Linked DNA regions of Mus musculus: region 2 is linked to region 1. Evidence: chromatin contacts called from public promoter capture Hi-C data. All regions are on one chromosome and are shown on one strand. The core of a region is the stretch at or near the end of the contact, and the rest is flanking DNA. Distances in the headings are between cores, read along the strand shown. Region 1 holds the start of Gemin8 (gem nuclear organelle associated protein 8). Region 2 holds the start of Hccs (holocytochrome c synthetase).

Evidence for each region. Promoter capture Hi-C pulls out the DNA fragments that hold promoters and counts their contacts.
Region 2: a contact with region 1 is called in a promoter capture Hi-C map of erythroid cells, with 2.3 times the contacts expected there. The contact joins the promoter of Hccs here to the promoter of Gemin8 in region 1. A contact is called at or near these places in 1 of 39 promoter capture datasets (erythroid cells) and 1 of 484 Hi-C or Micro-C datasets (CD4 T cells).

The regions. Positions count from the first base shown.
Region 1 is chrX:166,168,186-166,172,743 of GRCm38.p6, reverse strand. Gemin8 (gem nuclear organelle associated protein 8) reads right to left here and starts at 2,290. Exons shown (of 4, transcript NM_146238.4): 1 at 2,194-2,290.
Region 2 is chrX:169,319,000-169,323,767 of GRCm38.p6, reverse strand. It overlaps Hccs (holocytochrome c synthetase), which reads left to right and starts at 3,396. Exons shown (of 7, transcript NM_001331049.1): 1 at 3,396-3,792; 2 at 4,178-4,330. The coding sequence starts at 4,219. It overlaps Gm15246 (predicted gene 15246), which reads right to left and starts at 3,373. Exons shown (of 6, transcript NM_001361166.1): 1 at 3,071-3,373; 2 at 926-1,018; 3 at 667-766.

The sequences.
Region 1 (4,558 bases), core at 1,041-3,540:
CTGGACACAGGGCCTGCTTACAAGCATATAGCAGCCGACTGTGTTTCCATCTCTAACAGCCACCTTCAGAGCTGAAGATGGAGGGAGACAAGTAAGTATTATTTAACCCCGTTCACTTTCTCAAGCCGAGGCTCCAGTTTATGCTTGCCTGGGTGTTGCATTAAGTGCTGTTCCAAGGCAGGCATGGGGCGGGGTGGGAGGAGACTGAAAGGGTATAGTTAACAATTCTTGCCACCTCCCCTGCCCAAATCACATACCACTCATGGAAAGGCACTGTTTAATTTATCAGCAAGGGTGATAAAGATTTGTGAATGGTTTACTTTGCAATCCTGCAGAATCCTTTATGTGGCTAGTGTCGATCAGAAATCAACTAGAAGCCCAAGAAAGAGCAAGATACTCTGACTCAGAAACACCACAGGTAACGGGGAGAACTGAAAAAAACCAGGACAACAGAGGATGACGACAGTGATAATCTGGTTCAAAAGAAGAAACAGATGGTGTTCGTCTCATTTCAGGCATGTGTTTCATACAGCATATCTGAGTGTGACCATAAAAAAGTCAGGGCCAAACACAGCACACACTCAATTGCTGGCACAGCAGCAAAAATCTTGAGTAATTTGGGTAGTTAAGACCACTTTTATCTTTCCAGTGAATTATTTTAAATTACTTTCTATAAACATATTTCTGATAATTCTATGCTAAATTCTTTTCTGCATACTGTACTTGCTCCGGGCACTTATTTGGAGGGATAGATGCTATACTTTATTCCTTTTAGAGGTCCCATTTTTCTTCCACCAGAGAAAATAACAGGTATAATCTCCTGCCTTTGGGGGCTACTGGAATTGTTGAGATTGTCTGTTATATCCTGATAATATTCTCTCCTACCCGTGCTCCCCCAAATTATTAAGGGGCAGTAACTAAAAACAACAATCAGTAAGAAGTTCCAAATGTCTAAATATATTAATATATTTCCAGTTCATCTGGCCTTAAATGTTACAGTCTGCATCTGATTGTCCAAGTGCTTTATGAGTGGATTTCCCAACATAAAGAAGTAATTCTGAGAGTTCTATAGTGTGCTTGAGAACTCTTATCTAACCTCTAGCTATGTTTAATTTCCTGCCATCCTTCTTATCTTAACTTCTCCTTAAACGCTGGACTTGAAGAAACACCAATAAGCCTCTGCCATCTGTAAAACAGTTTCACGATGGAAACGCCTGCCTCTCTGCAACTTGGGTTGATTTTTCCCCCCAGCCCAGCAGTCAACAGAAGGGATCATACACTTTACTGTGAACTTGCACGTGTTAGATTTACCCAAAGCATATACACATGGTTTCTCTTTCCACTGCCATCCCAAAGACACTGTTATCTTGACGAATCATGCTAGCATAAATTGTACTTTCAAACAGTATCACAATCTCACAATTCATAGAGGCTTTGTGTCTGTAACTTTTAGTCTTAAGATTTTGAGTAATGTTCTGGCTTTTAGTTAAAAAACAACAACAAAACAAAAACCAACAAACAACCCCCCCCAAGCAAATAAAAACCCCAACAACAGTGGAGTCCAGAGCCTAATTTGTGCAACGAGTTTGTAACAATCATTTCAGAAAAAAAAAGGGAAAATGGTTCAGAACTCTGGCTACCCACAGCAACTGTCAAATGTTCTTAAGATAACATCAACTAAGAATTCTGACCTACAGAACTCAAAAGTTGCAAGGGGGGCGGGGGAGAAACTCAGGTTTTTGTTGTTTTGTTTTTGTAAATGAGCCAGTAGCTTAGACATCTCTGCAGAAACGTGTCCTGACAGACTTCCTGCAACATTGTGATCCACAGCACGTTTGAATTACACTGTGAGTTAAAACAAAACAAAACAAACAAAAACCCCAAACCTTCCCATGCTTGAGCCTCACTTCTCAAGATCTGAACTGGAATAGTCTGAGGTGGGGGCCTGGGAACAGAATTCTCAGCAGGCACCCAAGGATTAGGAAGCACATAGGGCTTGAGAGCATAAATTAGAACTAGTTTTAACAGTCTGTCAGGGGTTGGGACTCTCACGGGTCTAGGCAACCTCCTCGTGCTGCCGGGTGATGGTAATTAAAGCCACAGCATGAGCGCCAAGCCAGTACTCCAAGCTTCAGGAGTCCGCCACGCTATTCCCTTACTCCCCAAAAGCAACCCATCAGCCCCCGAAGTCACCTCGTGGGCACGCAGCTGGCAGATCTCGGGCGGTGGGCAACAACGGACCTAGCTCTGGTGGTGGGGAGGAGGAAGGGGCGGGAGAAGTGGGGGAGTGACACAAGGAGAGCGGGAGGCTCGGGTTGCCTGGGCAACAAGGAGCTCGCTTCCGGTACGGGGCTTGAAAGACGGAAGTCCCGCCTTATCCGTGACGTAACGTCGTGTCAGTGGCTACACAGAGTCAAGGGCGGCACAGGAAGCGAATTCGTTTGTTTGGGCGGTCCCGGCAGCTAGCTATTGGGCACTAGGGGATCAGAACTGAATTGCACCCTCAGCTTTCGGTTATTATTATTATTATTTCTTCTTTAGCTTTTACTTTCTTTTCACTTTCTTAACTAAAATGGAAGGTGAGAAATTGTTTTGAAAATACAGATTCACTCAGATCTGTGTCAGCTTGACATTTATGAACCTTAATTTGTACCTAGTGTTTCTGTCATTATAATCGTCAGCAGTACATGCCCTTCTAGAGTTGCACAAGAGTCCTTAGTAACCAAAGATGAACTACTAGAAGGCCAAGTGGGCTTATTTGGCAAAATGTGCCATATTTTGCAGGAATTTATTACTAGGAAAACCAGATTTGGACCAGATGCATGGTTATTCCAAAAAGTGAAAATAGGAAACAATTTAAATGCCAAAGGCTAAGATAATTAGGCAATGTCAGTAGTGGGACATTATTACCTTATCATTCCTGTAATATTGGTGAATCAAAGTAGTATAAAAGAATATTTAGCAAACATATACCAGATGTCTACTATATGCTAAGTATCTGCAGTGTCTTGTAGCTTCAAGGCACACGTGATTTTGAGGTACTTAAATGTGAGAATTTTCGATGTGCTTAACTAAATTCCACAGTACATTTTAAAGAGTTAATATTGAAAAAAAAATACGTGAACTGTCTAGTTGTTGTTGACACTGTCTCACTTTCAGCTGGGTCGAAGGTCATCATCTTGCCCTGGCTGGTTTGAATTCCCAGAGATCCACCGGTCTCTTGACTGTTGGGATTACAGGCACGCGTATCAACAAGCCTGCCTTAACTAACTCACATTTTAAGCAATCTTAACCTGGCAGTGGTGTAGCTTCATTGATAGAATGTTTGTCCAGCATGAATGATGCGCTGGATCATTCCTTTATAACATCTCACATCTGGGCATATTGGCGCATCTGTAATCCTAGAATTCTGGGCATGGAAGCAAGGTTGTTGTGGCTACACAGTGAATCTGAGGTCAACCTGGGATGCATGAAGCTGTTTGAGGAAAAAAAAAATCCTTGCCTTAGGGAAGGAGAATTTACCTTAAATGAAGAGTAAAATGAATTCCATGTACATATTTTAATATTTATGTACATATTTTAATAATATGTACATATTTATTAATCTGTTCAATAGAACATGAAATTATATATGTGGCATAAATTATAATTCTAAAGGAGAGTAATATTTTACTTAGTGAATATACACTGGTAAACACAGTTTTTTTACTTCACAAAATTGACAATTGGTTGGGTAGAGATCATAGACAGTCAATGCAAGTGTAATTATGTTTTTCATTTGTTTGTTTAGAAAGAGTCTCATGTAGCCCGTGCAGAACTCCTATTTCCCAGGTGCGAGAATATTCATTACCATACCTGACATATTGTAGTAAATTTATATGATGAATATATTGCAGAAAGGGACAACACACACACACACACACACACACACACACACACACACACACAGGCAGTTAACTTTAGGCAAGAAACGAGAAAGGGCTGTGTGTGTTTGTAGGACTGTGACTATCTTCTGGGAAGCAGGCAAGTCATTTGGAGCCTGTGGGAAGAAGAGCAGGAAAGAAAAGAGAGTGATATGAGAAAGCGGTCACATACTTGCAGAAAAGGCAGAACATGATGGGCTTATAGAAAATGTATTTCAAATGGAGCAGTTCTGGAAATACCAAGTGTCTGCATGCACATACACAGAGTCTGTGTGTATGTTATATTGCTAGCTAGAATATTACTAGTGCTTTGGCTCCTCTTGTGCAGATCCAGATAAGCCATTCAGAGTGGTGAGAAGTGGGTTTCGTTCTCACAGTTGTGAGTGTGGGAAGCCCAGAGGAATATGGCAACTCCATGGGATGAGAAACTTGCCCTCTACCTGTCTTTTAACTTTACCCATCTTGCCTTCCTGTTTCTGAGAGCTTAGTCCAAGTTGACTTATCATGGCACCTTCCCCCAGCCCCTTCCCCCCTACCCCAGCTCAGTGGGAGGATAAAAGGGAAACCTCTTTGCATGCCTCTTCCTCCCAGATAGAGTTTCGAGACATTAATCATATTTGAGGCTGAATTGTTCT
Region 2 (4,768 bases), core at 2,147-4,646, 3.1 Mb before region 1:
ATTCCAAAGGATATCCTGAATTGCTCTTGCTATTATTATTTTTTGCAACAACTACAATTACAACTCTCATGTACTACTCCAACCTGAGCTCAACTAAGTCATGGAGAGCATAGTGTGCGCCAAGGTAGCAGTCCTTTACTTTGCTCCTCCCACCTGCTTTCACCTTAGCGTTCTCATCTTTTCAGTCAATTGTACTGTAGCATGTTTCTTCACTTCATAAGAATAAGTAAGCCTCCTGGGAGGGAGCCACTGCAAACTCACAATCCTGACATTGACCCCTTTATCATCATGAGTAGTATCAAACCTGATCCACCACTAAGCGTATCCTCAGAGAAGACGGACTCTCTAGTCCTCTGGGCAAAACACAACTATTCTTTTGCACTTGAGGCAAGGCGAGCTTCAGTGGCTCTTTAGGGTTCTTCCTCAAGCAATGCAACTCATCCAGTTTTACCAGTCCTATCATGTTTTTCCGCTTATCATATTAAAAGCACCCACCCCTAAAAGGCCCACATGCAGCAACAAATGAGTCATTAACTTAATCATAGTAGCATCACTATTAATAATACTATTAATAAGCTACACACTGGTTATTGATCATTTCCACTTCATGATAACTGTTGCTTTCACGTAGAAAGAGGTAGAAATCAATTATCCCAATGTAGTTACCTAGCTCCTTCTCCGGCTTCTTCTCCCCACCGAACTGTTACACGCAGAACAAAGGGGAAGAATGGGGCTGAAGTGTCTTTGTGGTCCACAGTTGGCACTGCTAGGAATAACCAGTGATTAGTCAGTTAAAGCGTGCTAGGTGATTCATAAACACCTTTTTTTTTTCTGAGATGATGTTCTCACTATGTAGCCTAGCTTGCTTGGTACTCACTATAAAAACTAGACCAGGCTGGCCTTGAGCTCACAGAAACTCACATACCTCTGCCTCCTGTAGGCTGGGATCAAATGCTTGCTCTTACCACACAGGGCAATAAATATTTCTTATCAAGGGTCTTTCACGATGGTCAGGAATCTAAGAAAACAAGTTGTAGAAAGTTATTTCGATTCTGGAATGCTAATTGCTTAGGAAACCCCCATCATCTAACAAAGCTGGGGGAACTTTTCAAAGCACCATGGTCATGGCTAACAGACACATAAAACCAAATATTTCTTTGTTACAAGACCTTTTCTGTACAAATCTGTAGTGAAACCTGAATGTATTTGAAATAGCTCCAAACAGAAATTTCTTCTTCAATCAAGTTTTCACTATCAGTCTCCCCCCCATCAATCTCTATCAAATAATGTTTAAAATCAAACATGATTTAGAGTATCTCTTTAGATGAAGTGTACTGTTAGTTGATCTTTAAATTATTTGAATACAGATTCCCAAAGAACAAAGCCTTCGTTCAGCACTTTTGTATTCCCAGCAGTATCTAAAATACCTGGTATGTTATATGTTCTCTGACCCGCTGTGGAACTAGTGATATTGTCTTTATACCCAAGGCATACCAATTCTCTGTTCTCTGGCCGTGATCCTGAGAGAGAGAGACCTCCTACTGCCTCCGATCTTGGAAAACCTTAGAATCTCAGGAACAAGAAAGGTATGATTCTTCTAATCAATTATATTAAAAAGTGAGAACTGTGGGAGATAACCGGAAATGGTTATGAGGATCTCTATGAGAGAAGGCAGAGTGTAAGAGAAGCAATAATTGTGGGATAGAATGGATAATTGTGACACAATAAAGAATTTTGAGGAAGGATATAGAATTTAGAAAGGGCCAAAGGGCCGGGGAAAAGAATTAAATATTTTAAAAGTGGAGACAACATGAACATGTTGAACGAGAGAAGAATTGTAGAACACATAGGAAAATTTAAAAAAAATGTATAACACAAATTTTAAAATGTTTTAACACAAATAGATAATATATATTATGCAATTACGTTGTTACCTGTGAAATCATAGACGCAGAAACATCAAAACAGAATTAACAGACTAGATTTATGTATTCCCAACCTATGGCTCACGATCTGTAAATCAGATATTTACATTATTATTCATAACAGTAACAAAATTATAGTTATGTAGTGGTAACAATAATTTTATACTTGCGAGGATCATCAGAACATGAAGATCTGTATTAAAGGGTTGGAGCTTTGAGAGGTTAGAACCACTGCCTTAGAAGAAGTTGTACCACTTGGACCGACAATGCTCCCCACAAGAACCAAAGACTAGCAAAAAACCAGACTATCACTGAAGAGGGGGCATAACACTTTAAGATCCAGAGTACCAGGAAGTCTGCTGTGGACCAACGCTCCTAGAAATGTCTTCATAAAGAAGACCTAAACAATGGTCACATTAATATGAAAGGGGGCCATTTTCATGGGGTCCCACAGAACTCAAAGCAGGAACCTGAAGCCACCAAGGAATCAAAAGCCATGGAGGCCATGGAGGTACACCACATACTGGCTTGCTTGGTCCCATGGCTCACTTTGCTTTCTTAATATAAGCTAGCCCATCGGTGGTACCGGATACAGATATGGAGAAAATGTCCCCATAGGCTTGCCCACTGGGCCGTCTGATGAAGACAGTGACTCCATTCAAGTTAACAAAAACCTAACCAATACAATAACCATCTCCTATCTGCTGGTTTACCCTACACAAGTAATATAAAAACGTACTTTGTGTAATATGAAATATACTACTTAGATGAAGGCTGTGAATTCCATGGAGTACACTCACAACGGTTGCCAGAGTCCTTGAAAGGACTAGGCGGTGGAAGTTTAAGTGCGTCTACTTAATTATAGCACTTTATTCCACAAATAAGCACAAATATCGCTTGTTCATTAAAAAATACAAGTTGAGCGGGCGGTGGTGGCGCACGCCTTTAATCCCAGCCTTCAGGAGGCAGAGGCAGAGGCAGGCGGATTTCTGAGTTCGAGGCCAGCCTGGTCTACACAGTGAGTTCCAGGACAGCCAGGGCTACACAGAGAAACCCTGTCTCGAAAAACCAAAAAAGAAAAAATACAAGTTGACCTTTCAAGAACCTAAGGAGATGACTTAGAAAAACACAGCGACGTGCCTTACCCCTCGGAAGCGACACCCCGCGGTTCCCTAACTTCTCACCCTGAGCGGCTTACCGGCCGGCCGGCGGAGTTAAAAAACACCGCCTGGCCCGTAGGGGCGGAGACGGAGAGAAGGCTCGGGCGCCTATAGGCCGCGGAGCGAGAAGGGGTGGACCGACCCGCCCTTAAACACACCGCCCCGCACGTAGGGGCGGAGACGGAGAGAAGGCTCGGGCGGCTCGAGGCCTCGGAGCGGAAGGGGGTGGGAGCGATCCGCCCGACCTGACGACCGTTCCTCTCCTCAGCGCGAGCTTGCCTCGTGCTCCCGGAAGTCCCGCCTTCGGAACAGGAAGTAACGGCGCCCGAGAACGCCGGCTGTGACCGGACGTTAGCGGTGACCCCGCGTGAGGAAAAACCGCGGGTGCAGCCGAGCGACTTCGGCTGGGCGGTTCGACGCGCTCGCGGCCGCGCCGCGCGGGACAAGTCGGAGCGGAGACTTGGGGGCAGGGCGGCGCCCGGGTTCGGCTGGAGCCGGCGGCTGCCGAGTGAGTTCGGCTGGGCAGGTTGACGCGCTCGGGGCCGCGCGGCGCGGGACAGTCGGCGAGGTGACTTGGGGACAGGACGGCGTCCGGGTCCGGCTGGAGCCGGTGCACTGTGCAGACCGCGGTGCCGGTGGGACGCGCATAGACGGGAAGGCAACACTGGTGGCTTCCTGCCCTTCGCCGCTCCTTGCCTCCCGTTTTGGTGACTTTTTTTTTTTTAACCTTCCTATTTTCCCTGAGGCGCCTGCCCTACTGGGAACACGGGTTCGAGGCTAGTTCAGTGTATTTTCCCTTGGACCCCACCATCAAGACTACACCCGTCTTCACGACGTGGTTGCATCTTACAAGTTTCCAGACTCTGGCACGGGTCCCCAAATGGTGGCATAGGCTTCAAGGTATTTTCCCAATGGAGGCACTGTTTTCAAAGTGTCCCCTCACCACCCCCCACCCCCACCCCCGAACCAGTGCCCTACCTCTTACTCTCCCAAGGGATGGTGAAAAAAAGCCAGGGCCAGCCAGGATCAGAATAACAAGGGGATATCAACTGTTTAGCCTCCACGTTTTAATCTGATTTCTTGCTTTGGCAGCTGGGTATTTTAGATTGGGAGTGACCCCTGTGATTCCAGCCATGGGTGCCTCAGCATCTTCTCCTGCTACTGCAGTAAACGCCTCGAATGCTTCAGATGGTCAGCCAGCTTCACCACCTTCAGGATGCCCGATGCATAAAGGGCAAAGGAAAGGTAACTTGCCTGTCTCGAAAATTAAAAGAAAGCTAGTGATTCTAGAGCGGTGGTTCTCAAACCTTCCTAATGCTGGACCCTTTGACCCAGTTCTGCACGTTGTGGTGACTCAACCACAACATTATTTTCCTTTCAACGTCATTACTGTAAGTTTGCTTCTGTTCTGACTCGTCATGGAAATATTGTTGGAGATAGTGCGTTGCCAGAGGGGTCAACCCACAGGCTGAGAGCCACAGTTCTAGAGTTGTAGCTTGGTAGTGAGGCTTGCAAAGCGGGACTAAGGCACTCTGGGGCTGGTCCAATTTGGCTGCTCACTAGATATTATCATAAACAATTTTTTTTATATCTCACAGTCTGTCATCTATGCAATTTTTCCTTAAATCAGCCTTGTCTTTCCAAAGTTTACCAGTGCCTACATCAGTGGCTTTCAGCTATGCA